Linked DNA regions of Zea mays: region 1 is linked to region 2. A link is a contact called in public Hi-C data. All regions are on one chromosome and are shown on one strand. The core of a region is the stretch at or near the end of the contact, and the rest is flanking DNA. Distances in the headings are between cores, read along the strand shown. Region 1 holds the start of LOC103641868 (WD repeat-containing protein 44). Region 2 holds the start of LOC103641863.

The links. Hi-C and Micro-C count contacts between places; a contact is called where the count stands out from the background.
Region 1: a contact with region 2 is called in a Hi-C map of bundle sheath, with 2.1 times the contacts expected there. The contact joins the promoter of LOC103641868 here to the promoter of LOC103641863 in region 2. A contact is called at or near these places in 2 of 25 Hi-C or Micro-C datasets (bundle sheath and tassel).

What each region holds. Positions count from the first base shown.
Region 1 is chr10:134,954,541-134,958,271 of Zm-B73-REFERENCE-NAM-5.0, reverse strand. LOC103641868 (WD repeat-containing protein 44) reads right to left here and starts at 2,017. Exons shown (of 7, transcript XM_008665182.4): 1 at 51-2,017. The coding sequence starts at 1,379.
Region 2 is chr10:134,670,393-134,674,083 of Zm-B73-REFERENCE-NAM-5.0, reverse strand. LOC103641863 reads left to right here and starts at 2,123. Exons shown (of 3, transcript NM_001301448.2): 1 at 2,123-2,349; 2 at 2,444-2,515; 3 at 2,619-3,360. The coding sequence starts at 2,175. The coding sequence ends at 3,079.

The DNA.
Region 1 (3,731 bases), core at 768-3,267, 280 kb before region 2:
CAAGTATCAACTAGGGGCAACTTTAGAACAAACAGCAACGCTAGAAATACCTGGGATTTGGACCAGCAGAGATCAAGCACATCTTCTGAGTGCCCCATGAAGGTCCGAATCGGTTTTTCTGACAGCGCAAACACATGCTCTGGCAGCATTAGCCGGTCTGAGCTCACAGACCTACGACCCTCCAAGAACCTTGCCCGACGCTTCTTCTCACGATTGCTCCCATCCACACTGCTGGCCACGGCTAATGTTGGCTCCGGCGAACCGTTGCACACCATCGCAACAAAAGGATTGCACGCTCCGTTCTCCTCGCGTTTCCTCTCGAACTCTGACACTTCCCAGACATGGATCACGCAGTCTTCCCCAGCACTCGCGAGGTACCGGCCATCTGGACTAAACCTGATGCTCCAGATGGAGCCATCGTGAGCCTGGATCTCCTGGTTCATGAACAGGCCACTGAGCTCCTTGTACGACTTCCCATACTGCCTCACCTTAACGCGCACCGGGCCGTGGCGCACGGCTCCAGCGCTGTCCTGGCTGTCGTCTGTGGCCGAGCTGGACCGGCGGCCGCCTTTCTCCGAGCACGTGTCCTTGTCGTCGCTGCTGCGGCGGTCGCGGGAGCTGGCCACCACGGAGCCGGCGACGTTCCGGATGCCCCGAAGCCAGCTGCTATGCCGCCGCCGCCGCCGGTGGCGCGTCGCTCCGTTGCTGGAGTCGGAGTTGGAGCGCTGGACGGGGGTGGACGAGCCGGAGCTCGCAACGTTCTCGCGCCGCCGCATGAGCTCCTGGACGATAGGCGAGCGGCCGACGCAGAGGTCAACGAACTCCTCCATGGTGAGCTGCCGGCCCGTGCCGACCTCGCGGAGCTCGGACCCTTCCTTGACCACGAACTCGCTGCCGTCGTCGAGGTTCCGGATCAGACACCTCGGGTCGGCCTCCTCCTCCTCCTCCTCCTCCCCTTCGGGCGTGGCCTCGGAGGAGCCCGGCGACCGCCCTCCCAGCGGCGGCTTGGTCGCCGAGGCCGGCACGGCGCCGCCGTCTGATCTGGATCGGGAGATGGGCGGCGAGGCCGGCGCCGGGCGGACGGGCACAGGCCCGTCGTCGTAGGAGACCGATCGGCCCATCTCGAGGCGCGCCAGGGCGGGGTCCCCGGCGAGCCCCAGCATCTGGAGCAGCTTCCGGCGCCGCTCCTGCACGGGCGCCGGCTCGGACGTCCACACGTCGAGCGCCGCTGCGGCGGCGGTAGAGGCGGCCCCGTCCCGCCGCCGCCGTCGCGGGTGGTCGCTGTCGTCGTCGTCGTCGTCCGAGGCGGAGGAGCAGGAGGAGGAGAGCACGCCGTCCCGCGACTCGTAGAACACCTCCTCCCCGCCGCCGGCGCTCATCTCCGCGCCCTCATTGACCGGCCTGGGAGTTGGAGTCGACAGTCGACACAGCGCCGCCCCGCGGATAGAAATCGTCCCGTCGGCACGCCTCGACGAGGAGGGAAGCAAAGCGCCCGCGGCTACGCGCAGGTGGCGTCAGTCAGTCAGATATCCACCACCACGGGCACGAGGCCCGCGGCCGGTTCGTCGTCTCGTCGGACGGGCCAGGGTTCCTGCCCCGTGCCGCGCGCCTGGCTCTGGCCTCTGGCTGCCTGTGCCTTTCCTCGAAAAGTGGTGGTTGGCGCTGGTGCCGTCGTCGTTGTTATTGGGGCGGTGGTGGTGATGCGAGGCAGCCCATCCTCTCCCCCGCTGCGTGCATCGTCGTTGTTGGCGGGGGTTTACCAAGCGCGGCTACTGTTTACTGTCCGGCAGGCAGGCGGTAGGTACAAATCGTCTTCCGGCGTCCGGCCTCTCCGGCGAGGGATGGTACGTTAAAAACCTGGCGGGCATGGGACCCAGCCGTCGGCCGGAGCGGTCGGGCGCGACAACTTGGGAAAGGGTAACCGCTCCGCTCCTGCCGTTTCGGGGAAGTGGATTAGTGCAAGGAGAAGGGCAGGGACAGGCCAGGAATGCGGTCAATTTGGGTTGGGGGGCGTGTTTTGGGAGTTTGATGTCCCAGTTATGTACTGTACGAGACGCGAGAAGAGGCCGTCTGTGGTGGTGCGCTTGGGTTCTTTTTACTTTTCGCCGCTCCGGTCCGGCGCAGGTATTGACGTCGTCACCTGTAGTGTACCCGAATCCTGGTAAAACTTTGCGTCCACCAGTGTCCTTTGTTTTGTCTTGTTCGTTGATGATATGATTTGCAGAAGGTGGAAAAGGAAGTGGCTTTTGAATTTCCGTTCAGCAAATGTTGCGGGGGGTGGGGACGGGGGCCAGGCAGAGGGATCCATCGATGTCAACGAAGCCTCCCTGTTGCGAGAGATGGTGTTGGCACCTGTGAAAACTTTTAAGATCGCGTAAACAAATTAAGGAAAGCACACACACGCAGGCGGCACGTGCCATGGCTAGCAGACTGGCATACCCCGTGCCGCGTGTCAGGACCACGGCGCAACAGTTGCTCCAAGATCTACCCAAGCCTCCCCGCGCGGCCGGCCGGCGAACAAGCACAAGTCGCAGGCCACGACAAAGCCCAAGTCGCACCACGCCCCGCGCGCGAGACGACGTACCGCTGCGCCGCAGTCCCGGTCCCGCCCGGGTCAGCAGGAGCGCCGCGGCACGGACGCATCTGGTCATCTGGTGTGTCCCTTTGGTCGACCGATCGGGGACGAGCGGAGCAGGCCGCCGGCGGGGGCGCAAGCGCGACGGCGACCCCCGCAAGGCAGAGGCGCAATCGCAAGACCAGCGCCCCCAGCTGCGCTCGCGTCCAAAAGAGTTCCGCGAACCGCAGTGGCCGCAGGCGGGCGGACCACCGACCTCGGGCGGGCGGGCGGGTCCCCGCGGCAATTACCCGCGCTGTCGGAGCAGCTAGGGGCAGCTGGATGTCCACGCTACTCCAGCAGTAGGCAGTATAGCCTAGCCGCCCCTCTATAGCTCTAGCTAGCCAGGATTACTGGATTATTCCGGGACATATACACGCACCGTACCGTACTGGCGCACACGTATACAGTAAGGGGCCCGTTCTCCGGGCGATCTCCGTACCGTACGTACGCCCAGGCCCAGCCAAACAAACAAGTGAACGACAGTGCCCATGTCTCCTACCGTCCTAGTACGCACCTGGTTATGTTACGTGTGGCCAACATGATTTGCGCGGACAGGTTAAGGGGCCCTAGCTGGATTAAGCAGGCTTTTGGGTGGCGGTGGCACGCAGCATTGGCCAGCTCGGCAGAAAACGACGTGGTGAAAACAAGGTTTTAAGGATGGTGTTCCACTGTTCGTAGTGTTGATTGGGATGAATTGCCTGCCTCAAAGGGTCACGGCACGGCGTCTTGTATTTATAGCAGCAGATGGTTACATATTTGGCAGCAGATTACAAGCGTGATTGACGCAACAATCGGAGGCGCAGCTCCCTAATATGAGGAGATTAGTTTACTAGAATAGATAAGGAATTATATCTTTAACACCCCCCCTCAATCTGGACGTGTGAAAACTAAGTTCAGATTGTTTCTAAACTGCATGAATGCAGGACCTGCTAATGGTTTAGTAAAGGCATCCACAAGCTGGTCTTTGGTGGAAATTGGCCGAATATCCAGTTGTTGAGTAGCAACCCTTTCGCGAACAAAGTGATAATCAACTTCAATGTGTTTAGAGCGCCGATGAAAAATAGGATTGGCCGACAAATATGTTGCACCAAGATTGTCACACCAGAGTGTAGGT
Region 2 (3,691 bases), core at 874-3,373:
CTGAAGCTGGGAACCTAATCAATAGCGCAACGGCAGGCATTGACAGCGAAGCAGCTGCAGCAGCCATGTTTAATTGGCTTGTGGGCATAAAGAAACGTGATGATGCCGCGCTTTGCATGTAGGCCTTTTGTTGCCGGTTCGTTTTCATCCTACATTGGAATTGGCTGGTGCGTGCGTGCCTTTGGAATCTGAACTGAAATACTTTAGTTGAATCGTATCATTTGGTATAGGCGTACGTTTTTAAGGTCCTTCATCACCAGAACAAAATTTTCTTCTTCGCCATGTTCGAAGCGAATAACTAGAGTAACACTGCGTCATTGGTTCCAGGAATCAAGGTACGTACACTTTGTAGCGGGGCATGGCCGTGCCCATTTCTTAGTCGTGCATGCGCCGAAAAACCGAAGCAGTTTGAGTTACATGAGATGTCAGGTTACTGCTAGCTACATCTGATTACGGGTCATCCAATCCGACCGAAAAACCCGGCCCGACCTGACCCGATCAATGCAACAGACGGGTATAAAAAATAATTTTTGACCCATAATAATTCACGGGTCGGGTACGAGCCGTGATTTTTGATCTAAACTCTGACCCAACTCGAAAAAACTCCACCCAAAACCAAAAAAATCCGACCTAACCCGACACGTCAAACCCAAACAGGGAGCCAAACAGGGAGCCACGGACCAAATTGACCCGACACTAGGCACAGGTCGGTTACAGACCGTGATAAATGACCCACGACATTTAAATAGGTCTAATAACTACTTGTGATACGGAGGATTGAACAGGAACATCACCTTTTAAAAAAAAAATCAGAACCGTGGACGTGGCACTGGTGGTGGCATTCCTCGCTTACTTGGAAGGACGGTATGGTCGGCCACGGCCAGAAACCACCCGGCGAGCCGGCAACATCTCCGTCTCCGCATCGACACGTATGGCACGGCGGGGATACGCCGATGGCGACGCTGAGAAACGAGAGGAGAGGAGGCCCATCCCCAGATCCGCTTCCGATACTCCTCCGTCCGACAACGCACTGTGCGCAGAACCACCGGGGGGGTGGGGGGGACACGCGCGTGGCGCGCCATGCCATTGCCATGCCCCCGCGGCGTCGGCGTTCAGCCCAGGAACGGCAAAGCTGCCGGCCTCCCGTCGCGTCGGCCCTTCCGGTTGCCGGGTTCATTGCGGTGCGGTGTACAAGGACGGCCCGGCAGGCAGCAGCCATGCGCGTGCCAACAGAACAGTGCCCGGACGGTTACGTGGTTACGTCGGTAGGCGGTCGGTCCGACTCGGCGCCGCGTCGGAGGTGACCGGGACGTCTGGACTCAGCGGGAGCACGCGCGCGTGGTGACTTCGACGGGGAGGAAAAGCTGTTGTCTTGCCGGATGCCGGGATCCTATTTCTCTCCAAAAGCTGGCCGTTTTACACGTTGGGCCGCTGGTCCCTAGTCACTACCCCCCGTCCACATCGCAGGCAGGCCACCACCTCCGTCCTCCTTCCTGCTTGTCTGCCGATCGCTTGCGGACGCGCCGGTCTTGGGAACAGCGTTCGCGGCGTGGCCTCCTCCATGCATGTGAGCATCCCCTGTCTACGTTTAGACACTCTCGACAGGCAGATGCAGCGCATGTTTAGCTTAACCCCTGATATCGTCCCGGTGCAATGCCTGAAGCTCTGCTCTAAACAAAACAGCAGCAGCGGTCCCGGGAGCCAAAAGCTCGGGCCCGGTGCGACTAGCGAGAATGTGCAGGCACATGGGGCGCTTCTCGGAAAGCGGCAGGCGCGGCGCGGGCGCCGGATCCCATAGAGAATTCCAGAATCATTTGCACCTGGCCATGGCCTCCACATGGACAGGACGCACAAGAATCGGGCGAGCAGTTTTCTGGTAGCTGCGATGCGACCAACCAGTTGGCCACGGGACCGGGTGTCTACGCTACGCCTGCTTTAAGCCGAACATGGACTGCGCCTTGCCTTTCTGAGCCGCTGGTGACTCGGCCGGCCCCGCCTGCTGACTCCGCAAATCCACTGCCTTTGCCAAAGCCGCTCCGCCCCAAAGGGTGTTCCAGTTCCACTTCCACCACCGCGGCCGCCGCGCCCTATAAATGGCCGCCATCGGCAGCTGCACTCCGGTACCAATCCCCGATTCCTTACACGCTAAGCCACGCAACGCAACGCAACTAGCCATGACGATGAAGTCCAGCAGCGGCGGCGGCCATGTCATCGGGGTCCCGGTCACCTCCAAGGCGCACGGGATAGAGGAGGTGTCCAGGGATCCGTCCTTCGGCAAGGGCGCCGGCGATCACCTCGCCGTCTCGTTGACGCACCCCAGCCCTTACGCGTCTTTCGGCTACAAGCACAGTGAGTCTCTCGTGCCATGCATGTGCATCATATATGAGATTAATAACTTCCGAGTTCACAGCATGCTTACTGACGTGCTTCTGTTCTGATGCAGCAGGCAGCAAAGGCCAGGTGACCCACTGGGTGAGCAAGCTGAGCAGAAGGGCGCAGGGCTTCAGAGAGCATGGTGAGTCGTCGTTAGTTAGCACTCCGTCCGTGATTACTTCTTCCTTCGTTCATTATCCAAAGGACCGCTAGCTGACGATGAGCACGCACGGTACGGTGTGCAGTGACCTTGGGGCCGAAGCTGTCGGAGACGGTGAAGGGGAAGCTGAGCCTGGGCGCGCGGATCCTGCAGGCCGGCGGGGTGGAGCGCGTGTTCCGCCAGGCCTTCTCCGCCGCCGACAAGGGCGAGCGGCTGCTCAAGGCGCTGCAGTGCTACATCTACACCACGGGCGGGCCCATCGCCGGCATGCTCTTCGTCTCCACCAGGAAGGTCGCCTTCCGCAGCGACCGCCCCATCACCGTCACCTCCCCCGGCGGCGGCGGCGACACGGCGCGGGTCACCTACAAGGTGGCCATCCCGCTGCGGAGGATCCGCAGGGTGCGGCCCAGCGAGAACGTCCACAGGCCCGAGGAGAAGTACATCCACGTCTCCACCGTCGACGGCTTCGAGTTCTGGTTCATGGGCTTCGTCAGCTACCAGAGGTCGTGCAAGTACATGCAGCAGGCCGTCTCGGAGATGCGATGACCGGTGTCTGTATCGCTGCCCCCTGTCGGAACGATGTGAAGTGACTAGGATGTTATGGGTCTCGCTTCGCCATCTTTTGTCGCCAAGCAGCCGTAGCTAAAAAGATTGCCCTGTCTTTAATTTTGGATCGGTGCAATTGTGTTCCTTCCGCGTACGAATTTGGACCAGCATCTCTGTTGTTCCCAAAGTGGTTGCTCTCGATCTACTAGTACACATGGACCGAAAAAATTAACCATTTGTGCATCTTTGTTGAATGCAACAGTTCTATGTGTTTCTGATTAGTTTATTTCTCTCTACCAGTAGTAGGTAAGCGTCAAAACATAAATAATGCAAAATACAATTTGACTTGTGCTGTGTTATTTTTAATATCTTTTACAAATTAAAATCAAGTGACCAATACCCCTCCTGTCAGGGACGGACCTACATACAAGCAAGTGTATTCAATTAAATACTCGTTATTTTTGGCAAAAATATTATGTATACATGTATATAAAATATTATAAAAAGTATAAACTCATACTATTTTACAATTATTTTGTCTAAACTTTAATTCTCGCCCTATTCATTTCTCTATCGTGCAACCCATTAAACAATACAATAGTGTAATTTTAG